Linked DNA regions of Mus musculus: region 2 is linked to region 1. The links are chromatin contacts, called in public Hi-C maps. All regions are on one chromosome and are shown on one strand. The core of a region is the stretch at or near the end of the contact, and the rest is flanking DNA. Distances in the headings are between cores, read along the strand shown.

The links. Hi-C and Micro-C count contacts between places; a contact is called where the count stands out from the background.
Region 2: a Hi-C map of cerebral cortex shows a contact between it and region 1, with 2.1 times the contacts expected there. The contact joins the enhancer-like site here to the promoter of Kcnj11 in region 1. A contact is called at or near these places in 2 of 39 promoter capture datasets (macrophages and trophoblast stem cells), 9 of 484 Hi-C or Micro-C datasets (the G1E-ER4 cell line, the N1E-115 cell line, cardiomyocytes and 5 more), 5 of 115 datasets of contacts at active chromatin or transcription factors (astrocytes, embryonic stem cells, forebrain and 2 more) and 4 of 9 other capture datasets (adipose tissue, liver, macrophages and 1 more).

What each region holds. Positions count from the first base shown.
Region 1 is chr7:46,097,563-46,103,533 of GRCm38.p6, reverse strand. Kcnj11 (potassium inwardly rectifying channel, subfamily J, member 11) reads left to right here and starts at 3,297. Exons shown (of 1, transcript NM_010602.3): 1 at 3,297-5,971. The coding sequence starts at 3,637. The coding sequence ends at 4,809.
Region 2 is chr7:46,135,817-46,141,787 of GRCm38.p6, reverse strand. It overlaps Abcc8 (ATP-binding cassette, sub-family C (CFTR/MRP), member 8), which reads left to right. Exons shown (of 39, transcript NM_011510.3): 11 at 2,283-2,323; 12 at 3,684-3,829; 13 at 4,819-4,924; 14 at 5,064-5,180; 15 at 5,551-5,626. Among named protein-coding and RNA genes, the nearest start is that of Gm51481, 35 kb to the right of the region's middle. Within about 2 kb of position 3,482, at least 11 of the 459 cell types and tissues checked have an H3K27ac peak or open chromatin away from gene starts, as enhancers often do. A contact at or near this core is called in cerebral cortex, where this site is marked.

The sequences.
Region 1 (5,971 bases), core at 2,048-4,547:
TCAACCATGTGGTAGCTGGGAGATGCCAAGGATCAGACATCAGGATACCAAAACAACAACTCGTTCCAATCCCATTTGCATCAGGAGACAGGAGTGTAGCCCTCTCCTCAGCCAAGAAATGGCAGATGCTCATTTGCATAGCATTTGGTTATAATTTGCATAGCACCTGCCATACTGGCTTATGAGACCCTGGGGTTGCAGACCTAGGAGTCTTCATCTCCCAGAGCTGCAAGAGGGTCAGAGTTCTATAACATAAGGAAAGTTCACCAGTCAGCAAGGGAGTCCGGCACAGGCCGCTCTTGAAGTGCCAAGAGCCAGAGCAACTCAAGGCAGAGCTCAGGGAGGCCTGGCAGGCTGCCTGGGAAAGGCAAGATTCGTGTCCGCTGTAGGAGGGAAGACATTAGATAATCAGAGACAGAGGGATGGGGAGAAAGGCAGGAATCCTGCCGCAAGCGTAAGGAGTGGAAGTGAGCCTATGGAGTGCCTCAGAAGGGGTGCGGAGGGAACGAGGGCAGCAGCGGGGTATCACAGACCCCTTAATGCTAGGACAGTGAGTGTGGGACGGTCCTCTCGGGGAAAGGACAGTACAGGGTTTAGGGAGACGGCTATGAGCCAGTGGGGAACCAAACAGGGTAGGAGGCTGTCAGCTTAGGGTTTCATTGCTGTGAAGAGACACCATGACCAAGGCAACTCTTATAACGAACAGCATTTAATTGGGGCTGGCTTACAGGTTCAGAGGTTCAGTCCATCATCATCATGTCAGGAAAGGCAGGCATGGCGCTGGAGGAGCTGAGAGCTCTAGAGCTTGATGCGAAGGCAGCCAGTAGAGACTGCCTTCCTCGGGCAGCCAGGAGGAGGGTCTCTTCCACACTGGGTGGAGCTCAAGCATAGGAGGAGACCTCAAAGTCCACCCAACAATGAAAAGCTTCCTCCAGCAAGGCCATGCCTATCCCAACAAGGTCACCCCTCCTAATTATGCCACTCCCTATGGGCCAAGCATTCAAACACATGAGTCTATGGGGACCAAATCTATTCAAATCACCACAGAGGCTGAGCCCTTTGGGCGAGACACCAGCCTCCTCTCCCCTGGGGCAGGGAATAACCAAGGCCAGACCAAAGGGCAGACCCTGGCTTCTCACCCTGAAGATGCCCATGTAGGCCCAGCAGTTCCTTCCACTCTGGACTTCCAGGAGCAGATACAAAGAGGGCTGGGGGACTCTTCCCACCCCAAGGAAGCAGCAGAGGAAGTACAAGGAAGTTTAAGAATGCCTAAGGCCATCCTGGCCCAAATCCCTCCACAACGATCTAATTAGTGGTCCACCAATTCAGACTTGGGTCCCTCCACCAGGTGGGCCAACTCTGGCTACTGTCATCAGAACAAACTCTGGCATATGTCAATCAAAGACTGTCCTCTACTCCACCCTATGCACAGGCCAAGCAAACCTGCTAGTCATGGCTCCTTTACCCACAGGGACTTCTGCATAGATGTCCAAAGTCCCTAGAGCCCCTCTCCAAGGGTTCCTTTCTCATGGCTAAAAGTTGAAGTGGCCTCGGAGATTTCTTGTGTGGCTGTGTTCTTAAACTGCCTACCCTTGTGTTATCCTCCCTGCCTCAGGCATAAACGGCCCTATCAGTATAGTCCAGCTCTCCCTCGCTCTTTGTAGCAGGGTCCACGATACCTACCAGCAGATCTGGAAAGAAGAAAATGCCATCTGAAAGTCCCCTGCTCAAAAGGAAACTGTCCCATGGTGGCCCGCATTCCCAGTGCCCCTATTACCCTAGCTCCAGCCTCAAGCCTTCACTCAAGCTACACAGTGGGTAGAGGTCTGTCTCAAGAGTCTGAGCCCCAGGGCAAGCCATTACAGCTCCATCAATCTCCAGGAGCCACTCCAGGGTGGCATCTGCAATGGAAACATCACTACTGTTCTTGACAAAAACCTGGGTCACCTACTCTGTACCCAAGCTAGCCCTGAATCAGCTGCTCAGGCCCAAACTCTCTCTCTCTCTCTCTCTCTCTCTCTCTCTCTCTCTCTCTCTCTCTCACACACACACACACACACACACACACACACACACACACACACACACACACCCAGGGCTAAAGGGAAGAAACCAGTCTGAAGGTCTACAGGGTGCAAAGCAGACACTGGCAGAACAAACCCTCTTAAAACTCAGGGACGGTAGCCAGGGCCTTGCGGTGCACTTGCAATCCCAGAACTCTGGGAGTGGAGGCAGAAGTTCAAGGTCATACTCTGCTACATGCCAAGTTTGAAGCCATCCTGGGCTATAAGAAATCCTGTCTTGAATAGGTAAATAAGCAAATAAATAAACAAATAAGTAAATAAATAGATGTAGGATCAAAAATAATCCTCAAAGGGAAGAAGAATCGTCGGTTGAGAAGTTCTGAGACTAATATTTCTCTCACCCCTGCCCCTGCGTTGATGATGTAACCTTTCGCTGCCTTCTTTCCCTGGGTATCAAGTGCTGTGTAAGAGGCAGGTAAGACTTAACTATGGACCGGGCAAAAATAGAAGTCAGGGGTATAGGGGCCGCTGAACCAACCTAAGAGAATTCCACAAAAGCAACTTCTTCAGAGCCATCCTCAGTTTGAAGCCCCATGGCCTGGCTGAGGACAGTGAGCAGGCAAGGGCGGGACGAGAATCCTCTGTGGGCGGGGCTTGCGTCTAGGCCCACCTCTACCTCTCAGGAGCCGATCTGGCGCCCTCTGGCGGCGGAGGCTGCACTCGCTCTCGGGAGCCCCCCGCCCGCAGCCTCCCACCCCCACCGCGCACGGGTCGGTGCCTGAGGACGGGCTCACAGACACACGCCAGGGAAGCCGGCCGGGAGTGAGCAACCCGGAGTGGGAGGGGGCAGGGAGGTGGCCGCTGCTTGAGCAGCACGAGCAGGTGCGGCGGCGACAGGCGGGGTGGGAACGGAGCGGCGGCGGGGGCTGCGGGCGGGCGGCAGGGCAGCAGGGAGGCCGCGACGCGGAGCCACTGGGGTCTGGGCGGCGGGGGGCGAGGGGATCCAGAGCGTAGACGGTTGCGGGGTGACTCGAAGGGCACCGGATCCCAAGGAGACTAGAGGACAAGGGCTAGAGAAGGAACGGGAGAGCGGCGAGGGAGCCAGGGGAGGGGTGGGATGGGAAATCCGGGGCACACCTGGAGAGGAGACTGGGTCAAGAAGTAAGGCTGGTCCTTGGAGGGGACCGGGGACAGAAGTGGGTGAGGTCAGAGAAGAGCGCGGGGGGGGGGGTGCTGAGGGGGGGGTCGAGTGAGGGCTGGTAAGTTGGGAGACCCGGAGGTGACAAGTTCTGAGGTGGTTTGAGAAGAAAGGCTGGGCCAGGGAAAGGGAGTTAGAGGGGGGTCCTGGGGCGGTGGAGGAGAGCTGAGCGGGTAGAGCACAAGCTGGGTTGGGGGCTCAGTAAGCAATGAGCAGGTGGAGCCGGCATCTGAGGCTAGTAGTATAAAGAGAAGCAGAACCCAGCTGAGGGGCATACCAGCCTAGAGGTTGGTACAAGCTTAGGGTAACCTGAGGAGAGGGCTCAGAGAGGGGGACCCCACAAAGAGGCCCTAGGCCAAGCCAGTGTAGTGCCTCCCCCCATGGGGGAAACCCCTTCCCGGGGCCAACGGAGCCATGCTGTCCCGAAAGGGCATTATCCCTGAGGAATATGTGCTGACCCGGCTGGCAGAGGACCCTGCAGAGCCCAGGTACCGTACTCGAGAGAGGAGGGCCCGCTTCGTGTCCAAGAAAGGCAACTGCAACGTCGCCCACAAGAACATTCGAGAGCAGGGCCGCTTCCTGCAGGATGTGTTCACCACGCTGGTGGACCTCAAATGGCCACACACTCTGCTCATTTTCACCATGTCCTTCCTGTGCAGCTGGCTGCTCTTTGCCATGGTCTGGTGGCTCATCGCCTTCGCCCACGGTGACCTGGCCCCCGGAGAGGGCACCAATGTGCCCTGCGTCACAAGCATCCACTCCTTTTCATCTGCCTTCCTTTTCTCCATCGAGGTCCAGGTGACCATTGGTTTCGGCGGGCGCATGGTGACAGAGGAATGTCCCCTGGCCATCCTCATTCTCATTGTGCAGAATATCGTCGGGCTGATGATCAACGCCATCATGCTGGGCTGCATCTTCATGAAAACGGCCCAGGCCCATCGGCGGGCAGAAACCCTCATCTTCAGCAAGCATGCTGTGATCACCCTGCGCCATGGCCGCCTGTGCTTCATGCTGCGCGTAGGGGACCTCCGAAAGAGCATGATCATTAGCGCCACCATCCACATGCAGGTGGTGCGCAAGACCACCAGCCCCGAGGGCGAAGTTGTGCCTCTCCACCAGGTAGACATCCCCATGGAGAATGGCGTGGGTGGTAACGGCATCTTCCTGGTGGCCCCACTCATCATCTACCACGTCATCGACTCCAACAGCCCGCTCTACGACCTGGCTCCTAGTGACCTGCACCACCACCAGGACCTGGAGATCATTGTCATCTTGGAAGGCGTGGTAGAAACCACGGGCATCACCACCCAGGCCCGCACCTCCTACCTAGCTGACGAGATTCTATGGGGGCAGCGCTTTGTCCCCATTGTGGCCGAGGAGGACGGCCGCTATTCTGTGGACTACTCCAAATTTGGTAACACCATTAAAGTGCCCACACCACTCTGCACAGCCCGCCAGCTTGATGAGGACCGCAGTCTGCTGGATGCCCTGACCCTCGCCTCGTCGCGGGGGCCCCTGCGCAAGCGCAGTGTGGCTGTGGCGAAGGCCAAGCCCAAGTTTAGCATCTCTCCAGATTCCTTGTCCTGAGTTGCAGTTCCTCAGGCCCCCACTCACTTGTGTGGGCACGTGGAAAGTGAAGTATGGTATGTAGAGTGGTGGGGTGCGAGCCTCTTGGCCAGACGAGGGTCTGGTGTGGGACAAGACCCTGCTCGGCTCAGCCTCCCCGCTGCTGTGTGTCTGGGGTGTTACAAGATACTTGTCACTATGCTATTTCTGGCCCCAGCAGGAGCCTGTACCGGGTTATTTTTGTTCCTGCTCCTCCCAGGCTCAGCTCGGGACTGGTTTACCCCTGTGTCCCTGCCCAACGGTGGGGAGACCACAGAAGGTTCAGGGCCTCTAAAGCTAAGGTCTCAAAGCCCGTCTTGGCCCTCCATGATTCATCTTGCCACAAGCAGACAGGTAATTGGGCAAAAGCAACCCCCCAAGTTGGCAGCCTATTGTTGTTTCTGTAGCCACTAAGAAATACCTGGCCAGGCCCCAGCCCTGTTCGTGCCATGCTGAAGTATCCTGCCAGCCAGGGAGGAAGGTGGGTGTCAGAGCATGGGAGCTGAGGAGCCCACACAGACACGGCGGGATAAGTCTACCTAGGCTCACCTCCATAAGGCAGGCTTGTGTGAGGCAGGGGGACAAGAAGGGGGCAAATGATTGGAGACCTTTCTAGTCCTGTGCAGACATGTGTCCCTGTCCTCTAGCCTTGACTCAGCCTTCTGCTGACAGTCAGGAGTGCTGCCTCATTTTGTCGTCGTTCCCCCCCCCCCCCAGAGGCTGGGGAGTGGAGTGTTGGGCAAACACTGATATACCTGGATGAGAGGCCAAAAGGGGTCCTGTGCTTGCCATACAAGATGCACTTCAGGCAAAACTCTGCTTTCAGCTCCCATGGGCAGCTGTGAGTCACTTTGTCTGGGGGACGCTGGTGGGGTAGCGGTGCCTTGTCTGGGTTACTAGAAAAAGAAATATTGGGAAGTTCAGCCTGGTGAGGGAAAAGGAAGTCCCCAAGGCCCTTGGGCATGACCTGAGCCTGGACTCTCAGAGCAGTGTGGTGTCCTTGCCCAGAACTCCACTGCCCCATTGTCATAAAGCCTCCCACCTGTGACCTGAACTCTGGGCGTTTCTTGCTGGGGAGGCAGTGGGCATGCCACTGGAAAAAAATAAAGGGCACTGCCAGAGTCTGCCACCCAACATGGCCCTG
Region 2 (5,971 bases), core at 2,233-4,732, 38 kb before region 1:
CATCAGCTCCAAAATGTTCATTTTTAATTTATTTATAGCTTGTCTCATTCCTCAAAGGAGTCCAGGCATCTCTAAAAATAAAGGCAATAAAACAGAAAAATATACATATTTTTAAAATCATGACCAGGGGAAACATGCATTAGAATGAGATATCAATTATCACACACTTTCTGCCTGCCAAGTGTCCCCCAGAGGTGCTTACCGTCACTTTCTAAGGTGCCCACCCTCATTGGAAGTTCCCAGCCTACCTCATTCTGGGTGGCTTGCTGCTACAGCTGAGCTGTGTTTTACAGTGATGGTCCTGAGGCTGCACCGTCTCGCTGATGTGTTAGCCTTCCTTTCTCTTGAGTGCTTATTCAGGATGAACGCCCAGGATGTGGGATACAGGGTCAGAAGGTCGGAACTATCCTCACTCTGGATATGCAGCTCTATCTAGATTGCTTTTTCTGTGAGTTGTATCAATCCCCGATCTAAATTGCAGTCCCTGCTGCTGAGAGAATGGAGGGATCTTGGATGGGGGTAGGGCTGGAAGGGCGAGGCATGAATGCTCCCGCCACCAAGTCCTTCTTATCTTAATCTTATCTTGATGGATTATAGCCTGGGTCCTGAGTGTGCCTTGGAATGACTGGCTCTGACAGCCAGAGTGATGCTACTTTGGGTGGCTATGGGGCTGACAGGTGAGGGTGCAAACCTGACAGCTATGTGTCTTCCCCAGACAGTCGAAGCTATGCTATGTCCTATCCCAGACCCTCAGTACCATGGGTGTAACTGGTAATGTTTCTACTCCTGAAATAAACCATAATTTAGCAGTGGGGTGCTATCATGTGGGTACATTGTCAGGAAGGGAAGTTGAAACATGGCCGTAGTTAATACTAATATTGATCAAATGCCCACGAGTCTCACAGAAGGCTCCCACTACCCGGAGGGGTTTGGCCATATAGCAGGGCATTGCCATCTCTCTTTTTAGATTAGAAATTCAACTCAGGAGGCAAAGGCAGGTGAATCTCAGTGAGTTCAAGGCCAGCCTGATCTACAGAGCTACTTTGAGAACAGCCAGAGCTACACACACAAACCCTGTCTTGAAAAACCAAACCACACAAACATTAGAAATGGCCCCAGAAACGATAGAAATGCCTTTCCTGCCGGCTTGATAGCTCTGCCCAGGAACTTGTTCTCTGTCTTCCCATCAGTGGCTGGGAGAACAATACTTATCTCCATCTTCTGAGGAGAAGCCCTTGAGTGCAAGGATCGCACGTGCCCTTCCACCAGGTTGGGATTCTCTGAAGCAGCTCCCGGCATCTCTGCGGGATCTAGCTGCTGCAGGCTTCTTACAGTAAAGGCACAGCCAGGCATCGTCTAAACTTCAAAGTTTCAAAGACTTTGCTGTTTAGCAGACAAGACCATATCCAGTAGCTAAGCTTTTGGGCTTGGCTACGGCTCCCTGCCTCCTGGTCTTTGGGCTTTAATCCGGGTAATTGAAGAACCAGCCTCCCCTCTCCCCTCCCCAGGCTTGCCTGAAGGAATGAGAGAAGGGTGGGCAGGAGCCTGAGGCCACACTTTGAGTTGAGTTAGTTAATTTGTGTATGCGAGTGCGTGCACACACACACCATGGCACACATGTAGGGGTGAAAGGACAAACGGTGGGAATCCATTCTGTTTACCTTGTCGGTTTCAGGAATGAACTCGGGCTGTCAAGATTGGTAGCACTACCCACTAAGCTATCCCACCAGACCCTGAGAGAATGAGGAAGGATCCTCTACTCCAGATAGCAGCTACCCAGCCTGAGCATGGAGTCCAAGTCCTAGACCTAAGGAAGAACCCCATTTGTGCCTTCAGTCTCCAGTTCCTCGATCTGAAGGAGTTTGAAATCCCTCCCAAGAGCCATAGTGTTGTGTCTGGCCAGTAGATCACAACCTGGGGAGACTACACCATAGCAGACTAGAAAGCTTCTGCACGGCTCAGGGGCGCGCAGGGGCTGGGAGTACAGGATGCAGCAGCCTTTGCAGGCCCTGAGACAGAAGCTGCTCACCGCTCAGCCCTGCCACTGAGTGCCGGTCCTCCCGTGGGATTTCCTTCACTGTCTCTTCATGGGACAGAAGCAAGGGCTGGAGTAAGAGGAACAAAAAGCCCCAGGATGGCATGGGACAGAGCTGTAGGTGCCCTCTCTGCTGTTGCACCCAGCAAGCTGGGCCTCCACCCAGATGCACTACCCTGGCCATCATGGCCACCTTCTTTCTCTCCTCTCCTTTCTCCCCTAACCTCGCCTTGTGCTTCCTTCACAGTCTTCATGAACACAGCTATCCCCATTGCTGCCGTCCTCATTGTAAGTGGCCCTTTCCCCTCTGCACGGGGCTGGGGAGGGGACAGGTGGGGAGACATCCTGGTCCCACCCTCTTGCAGGGTGTGAGGGTGAATGTAGGTGTGCTCCTTCCCCGCCCCACACAGATGGGGCGCTGTCTCAGATCCTGGAGGATAAGGAGCAGTACTTAGAGGAAGGAATAAAGCCTTCTCTTTAAAATAGCTATTAGGGTTGGGGATGTGGCTCCATCAGTAGACTGCATGGATGGTGTGCACAAAGCCCTGGGCTCCATGAGCTGGGCGTGGTGACACATTCTGTACTCCCAGCACTGGGCAGGAGTGTCAGTTCAGAGTCACTTTTGGCTACATAGTGAGTTCAAGGCCAGCCTGAGCTACATAAGACCCTGTCTAAAAAAAAAAAAAAAAAAAAAATATATATATATATATATATATATATATATATATATGGAGAAGGAGAGAAGGGGTCAGAATATTTTCTATGGAATTTTAAAGTAGCTGTCTACTTGTTAACACATAAGAATGACACCCATCTGTTGTGGAAATTGATGGGACCATCAGGAAGAAGAGTCAAAACAGAGGTAAAAGCCCCACACCCCACTCAGCATCTTCAGGGTGTTTCTTTCTCATCCTTTTAAAAGCAGATGATATGTCATGTCTACAGAAATAGGACTGTGTCGCAAACACAGTTGTATAACCTGCTTTTTTAGATTTAGGAACAGTTCCTGTACCATGGACAGCCTAGTTGTGGAGGCAGGTCACATGTCCTACAGCAAGGCCTGGGGATCCCTGGAGTCCCCCTGTCCCCAGTCTCCGCTCTCCATCAGCTCTATGACTGAGGCTCCTTTTTAAAAGCTATTGTTATTTCCCCTGAGGCCGGCATCCCTGAGCAGTGCGGAGTACAAGGCCGCCAGGCATGCCTGGGAATTTACTTTTCAGTGTGATTTATTGAGCTCATTCCTGGCCTGGGCTCTGGGAACTGTACTACAGAACCAGTCAGGTAGCCAGGGACAGACCCCTCCCCCCCACCCCACCCCACCCCCACCCCCCGGGAGGCGAGGCTGTAGCAACTATTTTTACATTTTCACCAGACTGAGGACTAGGGAAACTAGCACCCAGAATTCTAAGTGGAACAGGGGCAGACTCAATCCCAGGACTCCTCCCTGCTTCTTCCTGGCACAGAGGGGTGGGACCAGAAGGGAGCCTTCCCACCCCTATCCATGGGGTGACTGAGGAAGATGGCCATCTCTTCCCCACAGTCCTGATCAGCTCTCGGGATTCCTTTTCAGAGCCTTGGGCTTTGGGTGTGGGAGGGGAAGGGGACCCACACCCTGAGTCACCCTGTGCCCCCTGTGCTTTATCCACAGACCTTTGTGGGCCACGTCAGCTTCTTCAAAGAGTCAGACTTCTCACCCTCGGTGGCCTTTGCCTCTCTCTCTCTCTTCCACATCCTGGTCACACCGCTGTTCCTGCTGTCTAGTGTGGTTCGGTCCACCGTCAAGGCCCTAGTGAGGTGAGAGAAAGACCCTAGTAAGGACATTCCAAGGGCTGTCCATCACAGGACACACCTCCCTGTGCTCTGGGCCTCTTTTGAGCAGCTGTTATGGGAAAAGGCTCTATGATGCTTAGACAGCAATTAGCACAATGTCTGGCTTCCCCGGGCAGTAGCCATTGTGAATAACTAGTCTTAACCTAAGTGATCTTAACACAGCCAACCTTGACTAGTTTAACTAGTAAAACTCAGCATCAGCTACCCTTATCATACAAGAAACCAACTTTAACAGTAAACCAATCCAAACCAAACAAAGTTACCTGCGATCCAGACTACTCCAAATGACAGGTCAAACTTTTTTTTAGAAAACTGTCCTGGGGACTGTAGAGTGTTGACTCAAGATAGTACGCTTGCCTAGTAAAGGCAAGGCCTGGGTCAGTTCCTATCACTGTAAAATAAATATGTGTATATATAAGCTTTGGTGTGGAATGCTCACCAGTAACTCCAAAACCTGGGAAGTAGAAGCAGGAGGGTAAGGAATTCAAAGCTATCCTTGGCTACACTAGTAAGTTTGAGGCTAACCTGGGCTACATGAGACCCTGTCTCAAAACAAAACAATACAAAAAAGAAAACAGGGCAGAGGGGGGAGGGGGGACAAGATGGCGTAGTGGGAAAAGATGCTTGCTGCCAAGCCTGGCGACCTGAGTTCAATCCCCAAGACCCACATGATAGGAGAAGATCGCTCCTTAAAGTTGGCTGTAGCAGGAGAGCCTCCCCAACCCTACTACACAAAATAAATGAATACATATTTTTTTAAAACTCCTGGTTACATCTGTTGCCCGGTCCTATGGAGCGGCCCACGGAGCAGCCCCCTGCCACGTGGCTTTTGTAGGAAACATTTAGGACCAGGTACCCACTGAGAACTGTTTTCTGAGCTCATGCCTCCTCCTCCTCCTCCCCCCATCCTCTGCCCCCCAGGGGTGAAGGGCATTTCTTTGCTTCCTCTGCAGTGTGCAAAAGCTGAGTGAGTTCCTGTCCAGTGCAGAGATCCGTGAGGAACAGTGTGCCCCCCGAGAGCCTGCACCCCAAGGCCAAGCGGGCAAGTACCAGGCGGTGGTAAGTGTCCAACCTACCCCTGGTACTCCCAAGTTTCACCTACGTCGTGAAGTTTGTGCCCACCCACTCTGGAACCTCACATTTCCCCCCAGAAGGGGTCCTCCCAGCCCAGAGGCCCTCACCTCCTAACCATCCACAGCCCCTCAAGGTTGTGAACCGCAAGCGCCCAGCCCGGGAAGAGGTTCGGGACCTCTTGGGCCCACTGCAGAGGCTGACCCCCAGCATGGATGGAGATGCTGACAACTTCTGTGTCCAGGTGAGGAGTCCTCAAGCCAGTATCCACACCCCCAGCCTCAGTGCCATCTTCCAAGAGAAGCTTAGCCCCTTCAAGACCAAGAACCTGAAGAACCTGAGGTCTGAGTCCTCTATCCAAAGGCCCCCTTGCCTGGAGGACTCCTGAAGCCAAGCATAGCACTTCCACCCCACTCAGCAGGAGAACTCCCTCCTCACTCTCACTAGGGTGCCTCAGACAGGACTTAGTCCCTACTGTCCGCCCCTGGGAGCACTCCTAGAGTTAGAAGTGATATTCACTGATCTTCATCGGGGAGGGGAGACAGGGACACACCATACTGAAAGTCCTTCCCTCTCTCTCCTCTTCTGCACCATGCCGGGGATGGACAATGAAGATCATCGGAGGCTTCTTCACCTGGACCCCTGATGGAATCCCCACCCTGTCCAACATCACCATCCGTATCCCCCGAGGTAGGGCTCACCCCACCCTTCCAGATGTGCCCTCGTGTCCCAAAAGAGAGGAAAAGCCAAATCAATGTTTGCTGAGCACCTGCTCTCTGTTGCCTAGCTGGGTATTCTGAGGTCTGAATTCTAAACAGAAACCGGCTACAGCCAAGATGAGGTCACCTTGATGTCAAACCTTCTGTTGCCAGTGACATCTTAACAGGTGTCAGTCAGACTTGAGTGTTCTGGGAGGATTATGGAAATGGAGAGTCTGAACACAGCCGTGTTCTGGTCAGGCCGGTGGCAGAGGGTCATAGGTGGGAGCTATGCTGGAACTGTGGGAGGACTATAAGGAGTACCAGGAGGAGCACT